2 separate regions of the Hordeum vulgare genome follow, and region 1 is linked to region 2. A link is a contact called in public Hi-C data. All regions are on one chromosome and are shown on one strand. The core of a region is the stretch at or near the end of the contact, and the rest is flanking DNA. Distances in the headings are between cores, read along the strand shown. Region 1 holds the start of LOC123429115 (chalcone synthase 2). Region 2 holds the start of LOC123424364.

Region 1 (6,501 bases), core at 1,632-4,131, 150 kb before region 2:
AAAAATACAACCAAAAAGATAAGGAGAAATAAAAAATAAATAACGTATAAAGTGTAAAGTAAAAAACAAAATAAAATAAATAAAATAAAATAGAAAATAAAGAAAGTAAAACGTAAAAATGGAACACTAACGAAATGGTCCGGACAATTCATCAGCGCTCCTACGCGAAGCCCCATTTATTTGGCGCTACATGTGGCAAATATGGTTTTCCAGCGTGACTATTTCTTGCTTTCAGTTGCCAAAATAGGCCCGCTCAGCAAGCACACGCCTTCAGCACTCTTTTGTCTAATACCTTTTATTTTGTTTTATAATTATTATTTTTTACATTTTTTTATATTCTGGAATATACTACATATATGTATTGTTAAAATCACTTTACATACAGAATATTTAAATACAAATCACGCATTTGATGAAATTGAAACATGTATAGAAAAACATTTCAAATTCATGTGGAGATTTTACAATGTGTGTGAATAAATATATATAAAAATATAAAAGCAATGTACTTTAGAAATGTTGAACGACTATAAATAATGTTACTGATGTATAAAAATCACTATTGGAAAAGGCAGTGCCTAGGAGGCGCTTAGGCACGCCTAGGCGCTAGGCAATGGCCTCGCTAGGGCATAAGTGAAAGCCTAGGTAGTACATGCAAGAAACTTTCTACCGAGAGAGAAATCACACCATGTTGCACTAACGTGTCAAACGAGCCATATTAGCTCGTAATTATCTTATACATATGCTTTGAATTAAGATAATACGCATATAATAACCATAAATACATCCTAATAGTAGAAATCATATTATCGCCTAGGCTATGCCTTGGGCTCTTATGCATGCCTAGGCATTAAGCACAGGCCAACCGCTTACGCCTACCGCTTTTTTCAACCTTGATAAAAATTATGCACAATGTGCACGGATAAAGAGTAGACACAAAAAATATATGTTTCAATATGTAAATAATGTTTTTTTTTCAAGTGTGTGTATAAAAATATTTATGATGTATAGAAAAACTATATTATTTGTATGCCAAGAAAGAGCTTTTGATGCTGCCGCTATAGGAGCTCTGACTAGCGCTACTGGCCCAACAAGACACCTCACATTTATTATTTGTATGCGAAGAAAGAGCTTTTGATGGATGCCCAACAAGGGGTGGTGGTTAGGCCACGACCACCTCGCTCACATGCTCGATCCAAGACACCCCACTCACTCAATTAACATGGTTGACCAATTGACCCTTGACTTTGGAGAGATTAGAGTGCATAACTTTTACATGTCAAATGTGTCGACAATTTTTACATGTTCAATCTATATTGCTATACACTTTTAAACACTTGGGCATGATTTTAAGTGGATTTTATTGGACTAGCCTATTAACTAAGTGTCTAGTGTCACTTTCTATTTTTCTTGCCTTTTAGTTTTTAAAGAACGTACCAAGAAAAGGCCCTAAAAATGGTTTTGGAAGTTTGCAGAAGTGAAGGACCCTATGGGCCTAGCCCCACACACCTTTTCCTCCTTAGAAATATCAAACATTTTTTTTTGCCATTGCCACATCGCGTTTTCGAGACGGTCTTCATTTTCAGCCCTTATCTGAAACTCCACGAAGGGGAAATCCATCTCCATCGTCATCAACCTCGATCAACATGCTCCAATATGAGTTGTGAGTAGTCCATCCCCTGGACTACCGGTTCATGGAAATAACCAATATTGTATTATCTCCCCTAGATGTACATATGTTGATCAATACAATAGGTACGTGAGATGATCTACACTGTTGTAGTTTATCAGATGAGTTTAACTCTATATGTTCATAGTTCTTCAGGATTCATGTTTGATATCGAGAAGCATATTTATTTTGTTTATGTTTGGCCAGTTTAGATTGGTAGCCTAGTGTGCATTAGATGGTTTCAAGTCTTGTACAATCTGTCAAAGTGGCAATTTATGGAAAAGGCCTGCGAAAATTGTTCCTACTAATGATTAAGGCTTAGTAGGTCTAAATTGAACCGAAACTAACGATGTCCGAGCCCACCGACGGCTCCTAGCCGTTGGAACCGAGACTAATGGTCATATTAGTCCCGGTTCAAAACCAAACCGGGACTAAAGAGTCAAACGAAAGGCTTGTTTTCTACTAGTGTTTGGGGTTGATGTGTTGTGCCCACAGCGTAACCTTTGTACCTTGTGTGTGCTACCTCCAGTGCGGCATGTGTGTGGTGTTATGACTGTTGTCGGATGTTGTGCTTCGCTAGTTTGCTTTATCTATAAGGCGGGGCGAAAGCCTTTTTCGATATACGAATATAAATGGGGCACGCGAATTTGGGTCGTCGATTTAATTAAAGAAACATGTATAATATGTCACAAAAACATATGTTTAGAAAGTTCATTTGGTAATGACTCGAGAGAGAAAAAAAATACCCCCAAAAAAATGAATCTAGAAAATTAGTTTTGTTGACATACATCACATGCTTTGCTAGTTCGACGACCTAAAACCACCATACGAAACTTAGATTCCCATCCAAAGTGAGTAGAGCAAATATCGAACAATCGTCGTTTTGTGGTGATGTTACCGGCCACATCTTCACCCTACTACCTACCTACCTACCTGGTAATAGCAGAGCTAGAGGTTCAAGCACGTACGACGGTACGAGTCCATCCGTGCAAGTGGCTGGGAGATGAAGCACACGAGTCCGTGCAACCGGGGAGGCCCAAAGCCACGCGACCCAACTAACTCCCAGTTGGCCGGATTGGTTGGTATGGTATAAGACGTGTCGCACGCGCCACCCGTCTCCTACCTCCGCATTCGTGGCCATCCATCCTCCCGTCCAACGGAACTAACCCCCTTCTCCTTCCCCCGGCGGCCAGCTTCCCCTACCAACCCTTCCCGCCTACATATACCGTCCCCCACATCCATACCACCACACCACACGACACCACCATCTGTACTCATTCAGCTGCCTCCGGCAAACTTAGACGTCACACGGATCCCCCATCTCGCAGCCAACCTAGTCGGCCGCTGGTACGTACTGAGAGTTCAATGGCGGCGACGATGACGGTGGAGGAGGTGAGGAAGGCGCAGCGGGCGGAGGGGCCGGCCACGGTGCTGGCGATCGGCACGGCGACCCCGGCGAACTGCGTGTATCAGGCCGACTACCCGGACTACTACTTCAAGGTCACCAAGAGCGACCACATGGCCGACCTCAAGGAGAAGTTCAAGAGGATGTGTAAGTCCAATGATGAATACCATTCCATTCTTCTTGGCTGTCACTTTTGCCTTTTCTTGGATGGGCAAGCGACCTAACTAACAAACAATGCTTCATTTCAGGTGACAAATCGCAGATCAGGAAGAGGTACATGCACCTAACGGAGGAGATCCTACAGGAAAACCCCAACATGTGCGCCTACATGGCGCCGTCTCTGGACGCGCGCCAGGATATTGTGGTTGTCGAGGTCCCGAAGCTCGGGAAGGCGGCGGCGCAAAAGGCGATCAAGGAGTGGGGACAGCCACGGTCTAAGATCACCCACCTCGTCTTCTGCACCACCTCCGGTGTGGATATGCCGGGGGCCGACTACCAGCTGACCAAGATGCTCGGTCTTCGCCCGTCCGTGAAGCGCCTCATGATGTATCAACAGGGATGCTTCGCCGGCGGGACGGTGCTTCGCCTAGCCAAAGACCTTGCTGAGAACAACCGAGGCGCGCGCGTGCTCGTGGTCTGCTCGGAGATCACCGCGGTGACCTTCCGTGGCCCGCACGAGTCCCACCTCGACTCACTCGTGGGTCAGGCGCTCTTTGGTGATGGTGCAGCCGCGGTGATCATCGGTGCAGACCCCGACGTGTCCGTCGAGCGCCCCCTATTCCAGCTGGTATCTGCGAGCCAGACGATTCTGCCAGACTCAGAGGGTGCCATCGACGGCCACCTCCGGGAGGTCGGCCTCACCTTCCACCTCCTCAAGGATGTGCCTGGGCTCATCTCCAAGAACATCGAGCGCGCCCTAGAGGACGCCTTCAAGCCATTGGGTATCGATGATTGGAACTCCGTCTTCTGGATAGCGCACCCCGGCGGGCCAGCAATCCTTGACATGGTTGAGGCCAAGGTAAACCTCAACAAGGAACGGATGCGCGCCACCAGGCATGTCCTCTCCGAATATGGCAACATGTCAAGCGCATGCGTTCTCTTCATCATGGACGAAATGCGCAAACGGTCCGCTGAGGATGGGCACACCACAACCGGAGAGGGAATGGACTGGGGAGTTCTATTCGGCTTTGGTCCCGGCCTCACCGTCGAGACGGTCGTCCTCCATAGCGTCCCCGTCACTGCCTAGGCGAGCGCATTATCGCTCGTCCTCCATTTATCTTCGTGGTGGAAAAATCTGCTTTTTGTACTGTATTCTACGGTATGTGGTTTGTACTAGAAGTGTTGGCGTGTTTTGATGCTCCGCCTAGGCCATTGCGTTTATCATATGTGCTAAGCATACCATGTTTGTTGTTGAGATCGTGGTCGTTTGAACTATTTATTTACGTAAATGAAAGTAACCAATTAGATTTACTATGAAACCTAGGAATCAATAACTATCGAATTTGGCTACCCCTATGGCATAGACCTCAACAAGAAACTATTGAGTAACAGCAACAAGTGAGATTGAGTTTAGTTGTTCCTCATAGAAAATTACTGACTCCATATAGGTATGTCAATATGAAGAAGAAAAATCGTTCAAAGCACGCACACAGGTGGAAGCGTCCCTTGTTTCACAGAGAGGAGGGCGGGTTATTCGCATTTAATTTGATGATCAGAGGCAGTGGCTGGTGCGTTGGGCATTCATTGGGAAACCTACAAGTGTGTGGGCCTAGTCATACCACGATGGCCGCTATGAAAACACCCTGGGTGGCATTTCTTTTCTACATTTGACGTACAATCAACAAATAGGCTCAAACAGTGAGATATTTGATGGCAAAGAAACAATAAGATATAGCTTGCGAGCAATCGCACTTTAAGAGGCTATCGCAGTCCACTAGCGAGCATAATAGGAGCTGAAAAGTCTAAGATTCAGCTACACTGATAGTATGTTGTAGTTGTGATTATTTGATGGTGACCGCTTGGTATAATATGTAGTTAATTCAACTAATGATGTTACATTCTCGTAGGTAAACTCTCAAAATCTGAGATGTTACAACAGAGGACAAATCATACATTTATGTATATACTTTTTTCCAGGCTCGTATAGTGGTAGTTGTCAATTGATTTCACGATCTCCAACGAGGCTCGGTGAACATCGTAAGGCGCAGCGAGAACTCCACTGTAATGGTGACGCTTGATTACATGCCTTCCACTACGCATCGCCGTCTTCCAGAGTTTCCTTAATCGACAGCTATTGTACACATCTACGTGCCCGAGACCATCGGCCCATCAGGGACCACACGTCTAGATATGCGGGTATGGCAATCCAAGGCTTCCTCCAGCGGGCCGAAAGAGTACACCACCTTGAAGCCTTGCCAGCGTACGAGTGTAGCAAGATCATAGCTCATAGATTGTGCATGTTCAAGCCGAACAGGTGAAAGCATTAGTCGTTTTGAGTGTTGTCTTCAGTCCTTGAGCACAGGGAGAATTCATGTATGGCTCGATTTGGGGACGAGCCATACATCTGCCCATCCAGGTAAAAAGGTACTACCATGTAAAATTCTTGGTACAACAAATCTTTCATAGATTTTACTTTTTTTGCATCTTGGCCGAATTAAATTGGTCAATGCTCCCTCTATATCTAAATAATAGTAGTTGAAAATAACTAGTAGTTTAGTTTTAACTATAATTATTTAGATACACAGGGAGTAGTAGATAGTGCTTCTTCTTGCAAAGTGAAATTATTTCCAGTTTGAAGAAAACAATAAACGGAATACAAAAAGAAAGCCAAAAATACGCAATATAATTAAACCTTAGGACATTGGCGTGGTTAGTTTTGTTATATAATTAATTAGGACCGCAACAAAGTAAAAGAAAAACAATACTAGTGTTATGAGCTTACGGATCAAAGTGACGGTAATGTTCATACCCTTTTTTTATAGAAAACATCAATGGTCCCTATTGAACATTTTGTTTGTAGTATAAATCTTAAAACTTGCACCAAAGTCTGTGTTGACAAAAGATTTTCAAAGTTAAAATTGTATTAGTTTGATGTTTATATTTTGGGGCCCTTGGATTATAGTTTCGCCCCGGGCCCCTGAAAACTCAGAACCGGCCCTGTTTTTTCCTTGCGTTAATAACATGAAACTTATATCTAGTCAATTTAAATAAAAGGACACTTTTGGAAGAAAAAAAATTGCACTATGTCGCCGAGTTGGGCTATAACTGCCTTCTTCGCACGTTCCAAGCCTATGGGAAAACAAAAAATCTCCCATGTCCAGCGTCACTCAGAGTTGATCTTATGTCTCATAGCCTCCAACGCTCCCATGACATCCACTATTCAGCTTCTGCATAGAATCGGACTGGGATCTATTGATTCACTAGTGAT
Region 2 (6,214 bases), core at 446-2,945:
GTCTGAGCTATGAGAGAGTGCCGAACATTACATTCCAACACTCCTCCTCACGTCTATGCTACTGCGGCCACAAACTCCTTCATTTTCTGCATTCCGTCCCTCCCGAACATCGTCGGTGGAGAACGACAACAAAATCCTGCATTTTTTGCAGCAGTTAGAAGGGGATCCCTCACCCCCTGGACCCAATGCGGTCGCCAACGAGGGAGGTTCGCCTCACTGGCCGTACATACCCCTCCCCACCACCAATGTTGCCACCACCATGGCTATCATGGCCCCCCAACAATGACCACTAGTGGATCTGGTGTCGGTCAAAATCTCACGGCAGAGGGACAAGGAAAGCATGAGGGAGACGGAGAGAGGAGGGAAAAGGGACTAGAAAGACCCGCCGTCGACGGCGGCGAGGATGGGGATGGCGGTCGCCGACGGGAGAGAAACCTATGGGGATGGGAGTGGAACATAAATCGACCAATATATATGAAATTTCGTAGGATCTCAGAGAAACCATGGATTGTGTTTTGAGAATTGAGGTAATATCATCGGGAGTCATAAAACTTGCTCTCGATGTCCAATTTGATGCTAAAACTTTGAAAATACAGATATGTGGTCACCCAACTTGCATTCTCGTGCAATTACGATCACTTAATCAGTATCCTGCATTTACGTGGCGTGTCAACGTGACTATGGCCCACTCTCAGTGACCGAAGTGACGTGCACGAGTTTATTTTTGAGGAAACACCCCTACACTATAGTCCCTCTGTCCCATAATATATGAGTGTTTTTTACATCATTGTAAAAAAACGCTTTTATATTATGGAATGAAGGAAGTATTTAATTGCATGGAATCCCCTAGCCAACATTTATGGGCCCCGCTTGACAGCATGCTAGATGAATAAATCTATCCTTGACATGTGGGTTCCACGTGGTGGTGTAAGAGAAATATGACGAAGTGAGAGAAATGAGATACATAAAGGACAATTGGCCGGCTCGAACTTACAACGCTATCTACGCACATGCTAACCACTGCACAAAAGCACGGTATCATCTCTATGAAAAGATACATGCTCTTTCATTATATAGTGAAAATAGGGTTTAGCTAATATTTTCACATCGTTTCATGGTACCCATCGTTTTTTTATACTTTTAGCTGATATCTATACGCAAAAAAGTGCCCTAGTGAGAGACTCAAAACGAGCGAAGTTCGTCCCAAACCCAACACGATCGCCAACAAGGGAGGTTCGTCTCCCTGGCCATCCGGACCCCTCCCCACCACCAATGTTGCCACGACCATGGCCAACCCGTGACTCCCCATCCACGACCAGTAGCGGATCTGGCGGCGGTCAAAATCCCACGGAAGAGGGGCAAGGAAAGCATGACGCGGACGCAGGGAGGAGAGGGAAGGGGCCGAGAAGACCCGCCGTCGACGACGCGGCAGAGAGAAACCTAGGGGCATGAAAATGGAACATAATTCGGTTGATATTTATGAAATTTCATAGGACCTCATACAAACCCATGGGGGTCGTGTGTTTGAGAATTACTACATGAAAGGAGTGGAAGGAAGAGAGGGGGAAGAAGTGAAAACGACGGCGCGGTGTTAATAACCGTCAGTGTGTGTGTGTGGAGGTGGACTGATGACGCCGATGACCCGACAAAACAGTCCAGCTGGCCACCTTCGCCCACCCCCCCTCTCCCTCTCTCTCTCTAAGCTCCACTCCCTCTCTCTCTACTTTCTCTCTCCTCGCGCACGCGCTTCCCCCGCCGAGCAGCACGCTCTCCTTCGTCGCCGCCCCCCTCCCCGTCCCCCCGCGCGCGCGGGCGCCGCTAGGGTTTGCAGATCCCGCCCGAGATCCGTCTTCCGCAGCCGCCGCCGCCGCCACCCGCCGCGCATCGGACGCGCTGCCTGCCCGCCCGGCCCGCTCCGGTACAGTATGCGCTGCTGAGCCATGATTCGGGGTCCGGAGCGCTCGGCGACGACGGCGAGGCGCCTCGCCCGCTGGGCCGCGCTGCTCGTCGCGGCGGCAGGACTGATTGGCGGCCGCTTCTCCGCGTCGGCGCTGGCGGTGCGGCCCGAGGAGGACCGCCTCGCGCGGCTCCCGTACGGGGTCGTCGTCGGCGGCGGGTACGCGGAGGACCCGGAGGCGGCGCAGGGGGAGCTGCAGTGCCGGGACCGCGCGGCGAGCACGCGGACCTGCAAGGAGATGGGCGGCGCGGGGTCCTTCGACACGGTCTGCGTCATCGCCGCCAGCGCCTCCCTCTCCGGCGACGTCTGCGTGCACGGCGCGGGCAGCGTGGAGGTACGCGCCGGGGTGAGGATCGCCTGCCCTGTCCCCGGCTGCTACCTCGTGTTCAACGTCTCGGGGAGCATCGCCGTCGGCGAGCGCGCCCAGCTGGTCGCCGGCTCCGTCGGCCTGCACGCCGCCAACGTCTCGCTGGGCCGTGGCTCCGCCGTCAACACCACGGGCCTCGCCGGCGCGCCCCCGCCCCAGACGTCCGGCACGCCGCACAGCCTCGAGGGGGCCGGCGGCGGGCACGGCGGGCGCGGCGCGTCGTGTAAGGTCTCCAACGACACCAACTGGGGCGGTGACGTGTATGCGTGGGCGTTCTTGGACAATCCGTGGAGCTATGGTAGCAAGGGCGGGAGCTTGTCTGCTAATGAGAAGCTTGGCGGGGACGGCGGAGGCCGTGTCCTGCTCAGGGCGAGTGAGATTTTGACTGTTGATGGAGTTGTGCTTGCTGAAGGAGGCGTGGGCAGTCTCAGAGGCGGCGGCGGGTCCGGCGGAAGCATTATGATCATGGCTTTCAAGCTGTAAGATCTGCATTTCTTGACATTTTACTTATTCTCAGTACGATTTACGTTACCAATGTGAAATCCTTAGGATAGAAGGATCCGAGCCCTATTTGATCATTTCACATTATTCCACGGGAATTAGCTAGTTCAGATGATTCTGTAGGTAAACAAATGCACAATTTGGCTACATGTCTTCATCATGTGAACATTATGATGTTTTTTCTAGTTAAGCAATTTTTAGTGTTCTAGGAATTACCATGTCATTGCACTTCGTTACACACTGGGTGAATCTGCATTATTCAGGATCATGTTGAAATTACGTTCTCAAGCAAAACAAGGAATTGCACACAAGAATCAAGAGTATCTATGACTTAGTCTGGTTGTACCGCGATGCTAGAATTTGAGTGCAGTTGCTGGCTTGAGTTCCAAATCAGTAGTGCCTTGCTGTCTGATGTGCTGCCTTTCTTCTGCTACCCTGTACACACATTATCTTGTCCAAGCAGACGATCTTTAACAATGACCATTTATTAAAGTTTGAAATATTGAGAAACAGCATTAGTCATGATATGGTAAGCGGTGTTGGATATGATGCTCTAGTGCGACTCCAATGGTACATTCAATACATAGCTCTGTTATGACCCACAATATCTGAGCTGCCCACCATTAGGTTCAAATGTTTACAAAACCAAAATCCCATTGAAACCTGAACTAGATCATTGTTGGTCCAAATTTTGATATGAAGCCCATTATTCTTTGTAACCCACTTCTGATGATGACCAACTCTGTACGCATCTGCTCCTATGAGCATGCATCCAGTCTTACCTCCTTCCTCCATGGTTGCTGCCTCTGCCTTCCTTAATGCTCCTTGCCTTACCTACCTCCTTTCACCTGCATCCATGTGAGCATGTACTTCTGCTTACTAAAGATGGCAGTGATGTTGCGCAATGCAGATAAGCTTGCTTTGGCTTTCAAATTGATTTGGTAGACTTGGTATTTGATTATCCTGGCACACCTGATTAGTTATTTCTATATTATCCTATGCACACATTTACTTTATTAATTGCTGCAAGATCCATAAACATTTTCCCATAGGATTATTACTGAAGCAAAGTAGCAAACCTCATCCTTGCACTTTATGCTTTCTGCGTTGACCTATGAAATGCAACACTCCCTTATTGTTTAACATTCTAGATATGGAAATGGTACAATAAGTGCTGGTGGTGGTAATGGATGGGGCGGAGGAGGTGGTGGGAGGATATCCCTAAAATTTTACAGCATTCAACAAGATTTGGAAATTATAGCTCATGGTGAGTATTTTCTGGCCTTAGTTTCTATGTAGCTGTTTTGTAACCCTCCTGCCTCTGGCGTTTCCCCATAGGGGAGCACAGTCGTCCAAACTATTTCACTTAAAAGTGCAATGTATATTTGTTACTGATTACTAATATTGTTTAGGGAACAAATGATTAATTTTGAATCAACTAAATTTGCCTGCCCTTATTTTTCTTACAATTTTAACTAGACATTCAAAAAATAATGATAATCAAATCTAGTTTGCCCTACCTTGTCAAAATTCACCGCGTTTAGGTCTTCCTGTGGAAATTGTGAGCCTCAGTTTAGATTGTCACTGTTATGGCTCTTAATATTCATCCTGAGCGTTGAATATTGATGCATGTGTTTTTGGTATGGACATGCACCTTTTTGCTCCATAGCTTTTCAGTAATGCAATCTCTCCCCCTTCCGTTGTATTCTGATGGTATTTTTTTTCCACATTCATCAGGCGGACAGAGTTTTGGGTGCCCCCAGAATGCTGGTGCAGCAGGCACAATATATGATAAATCATTGGAGACTCTAAAGGTCAGCAATGGAAACCTCACCACGCATACGGAAACTCCATTGCTGGGGTTCTCAGTGACTAAACTCTGGTCCAATGTGCTTGTGGAGAGCAATGCAAAAGTACTGGTTCCCTTGTTGTGGTCCAGAGTACAGGTTTGAATACTTTGACCCACCACTAACATCACGTTCATGACCTATTCATCAATCAATATTTTGTATGCCTTTGCACAACTGATTCTGAGGTTATGTAGTTTTTCCCGAGCAAACATACTGTACCTGTATAACTGCACTAATATCTCGATTTTCTTAAAGTGTCTTCTCAGTATTGCATCTACACCGCACTAATATCCAATTGTTTCTGTAAATGTATTTCCCCCATTTAAGGACGTTCAATAATAAGACCTGCACTAATCTAATTGTCAATATTGACACTGACAAAATTTTATTTGATGTTAATATTGACAACCGGTGTGTGTGTGTGTGTGTGTGGGGTGGGGGGTGGGTGGGTGGGGGGGGGGGGGTGTAGCACCTCTACACATCATTACGGAGACATCACTGGTTTATATTCACTAAAATAAATAAATCAATGGGGTTTAATTCCCACAGGGGTCAAATCCAAGTTGGTAAGGAGACACCACCTCACTCCACCACTGGGCTATCATCCAGTTTCTCAAATTTTCATGACCTTGTTCTCAACAAGCTAATGTGATTGTAAAGTCGATAAGCTGTTGAACTGCAACTTGCTTGTGGTGTTCCTATGTGGCTATGTCCTCAGTCACACACAGGGTTGAGCCAGGATTTAACCATCAGAAGGGCCAGACAGAAATAAATGTAGAGATTTTCTGTTATAGGAGCTTTTCCACCCATGGTGTCAGCTTGCCGATAGGGTTCCTCGCTGTGGTGCCTGCCCAGTACCCGTGCCTCGCAATAGCAGCACTGTTCGGGAGTAGAGTGCCTCAGACTCTTGTTAGCTTGACTCGGCTAGCCTGGCTGCCGGGTGCCATATTATGTCTTATATGGAATACACCCAAAGCCCACCAACACAGCTTAAACACTCTATTTACTACCCCTTCAGATCAATTTAAAGCCCAGGACCCAGACAACTGCTTATCTGAGCCAGCACTTTGCAATGGTACTGCTCTGCCATGAGTTCCTATAGAGGACAAAAAGTTTGGCTGCGCTCGCTATAGGAGCTTGGGAGGAGACAAGGCCCCTGCTGCCCCACCACCGTCAATCTCTGGCATGCCATAGAGTGTCAACACAAACTGTTTGTAATCATTGATTCCTGCAGTTGTCACTCTACTATGATTTTTTCCCATTCATTATCTTTCTTTTTCTTCGTTGTGGCTAAATTGTTTAATTTAGTTGTTGATCACAACGTTTCTGTTTACATAGGCCACTAAATGATTTATATTCAAATATATTATTTCTAGACCTGACCGAGCAATGAAGTCTATGCATATCAGGCATGTTTAATTTTTTATCGTGGAGCTCCTTTCTAAATCTATTTGGATGGGTTTCCATGCCCTTTATATTCTTTGTGCATTCCTTCCTCTTTACCTACTGATTGTTATTATTTGACACCTTTCCTATTCC

The links. A called contact is a pair of places that touch in the nucleus more often than the background predicts.
Region 1: a Hi-C map of seedling shows a contact between it and region 2, with 5 times the contacts expected there. The contact joins the promoter of LOC123429115 here to the promoter of LOC123424364 in region 2. A contact is called at or near these places in 3 of 6 Hi-C or Micro-C datasets (leaf and seedling).

Annotation. Positions count from the first base shown.
Region 1 is chr2H:9,208,950-9,215,450 of MorexV3_pseudomolecules_assembly, reverse strand. It overlaps LOC123429115 (chalcone synthase 2), which reads left to right and starts at 2,881. Exons shown (of 2, transcript XM_045113180.1): 1 at 2,881-3,221; 2 at 3,323-4,552. The coding sequence starts at 3,035. The coding sequence ends at 4,320.
Region 2 is chr2H:9,053,249-9,059,462 of MorexV3_pseudomolecules_assembly, reverse strand. LOC123424364 reads left to right here and starts at 1,695. Exons shown (of 22, transcript XM_045107968.1): 1 at 1,695-2,803; 2 at 3,977-4,092; 3 at 4,563-4,771. The coding sequence starts at 1,941.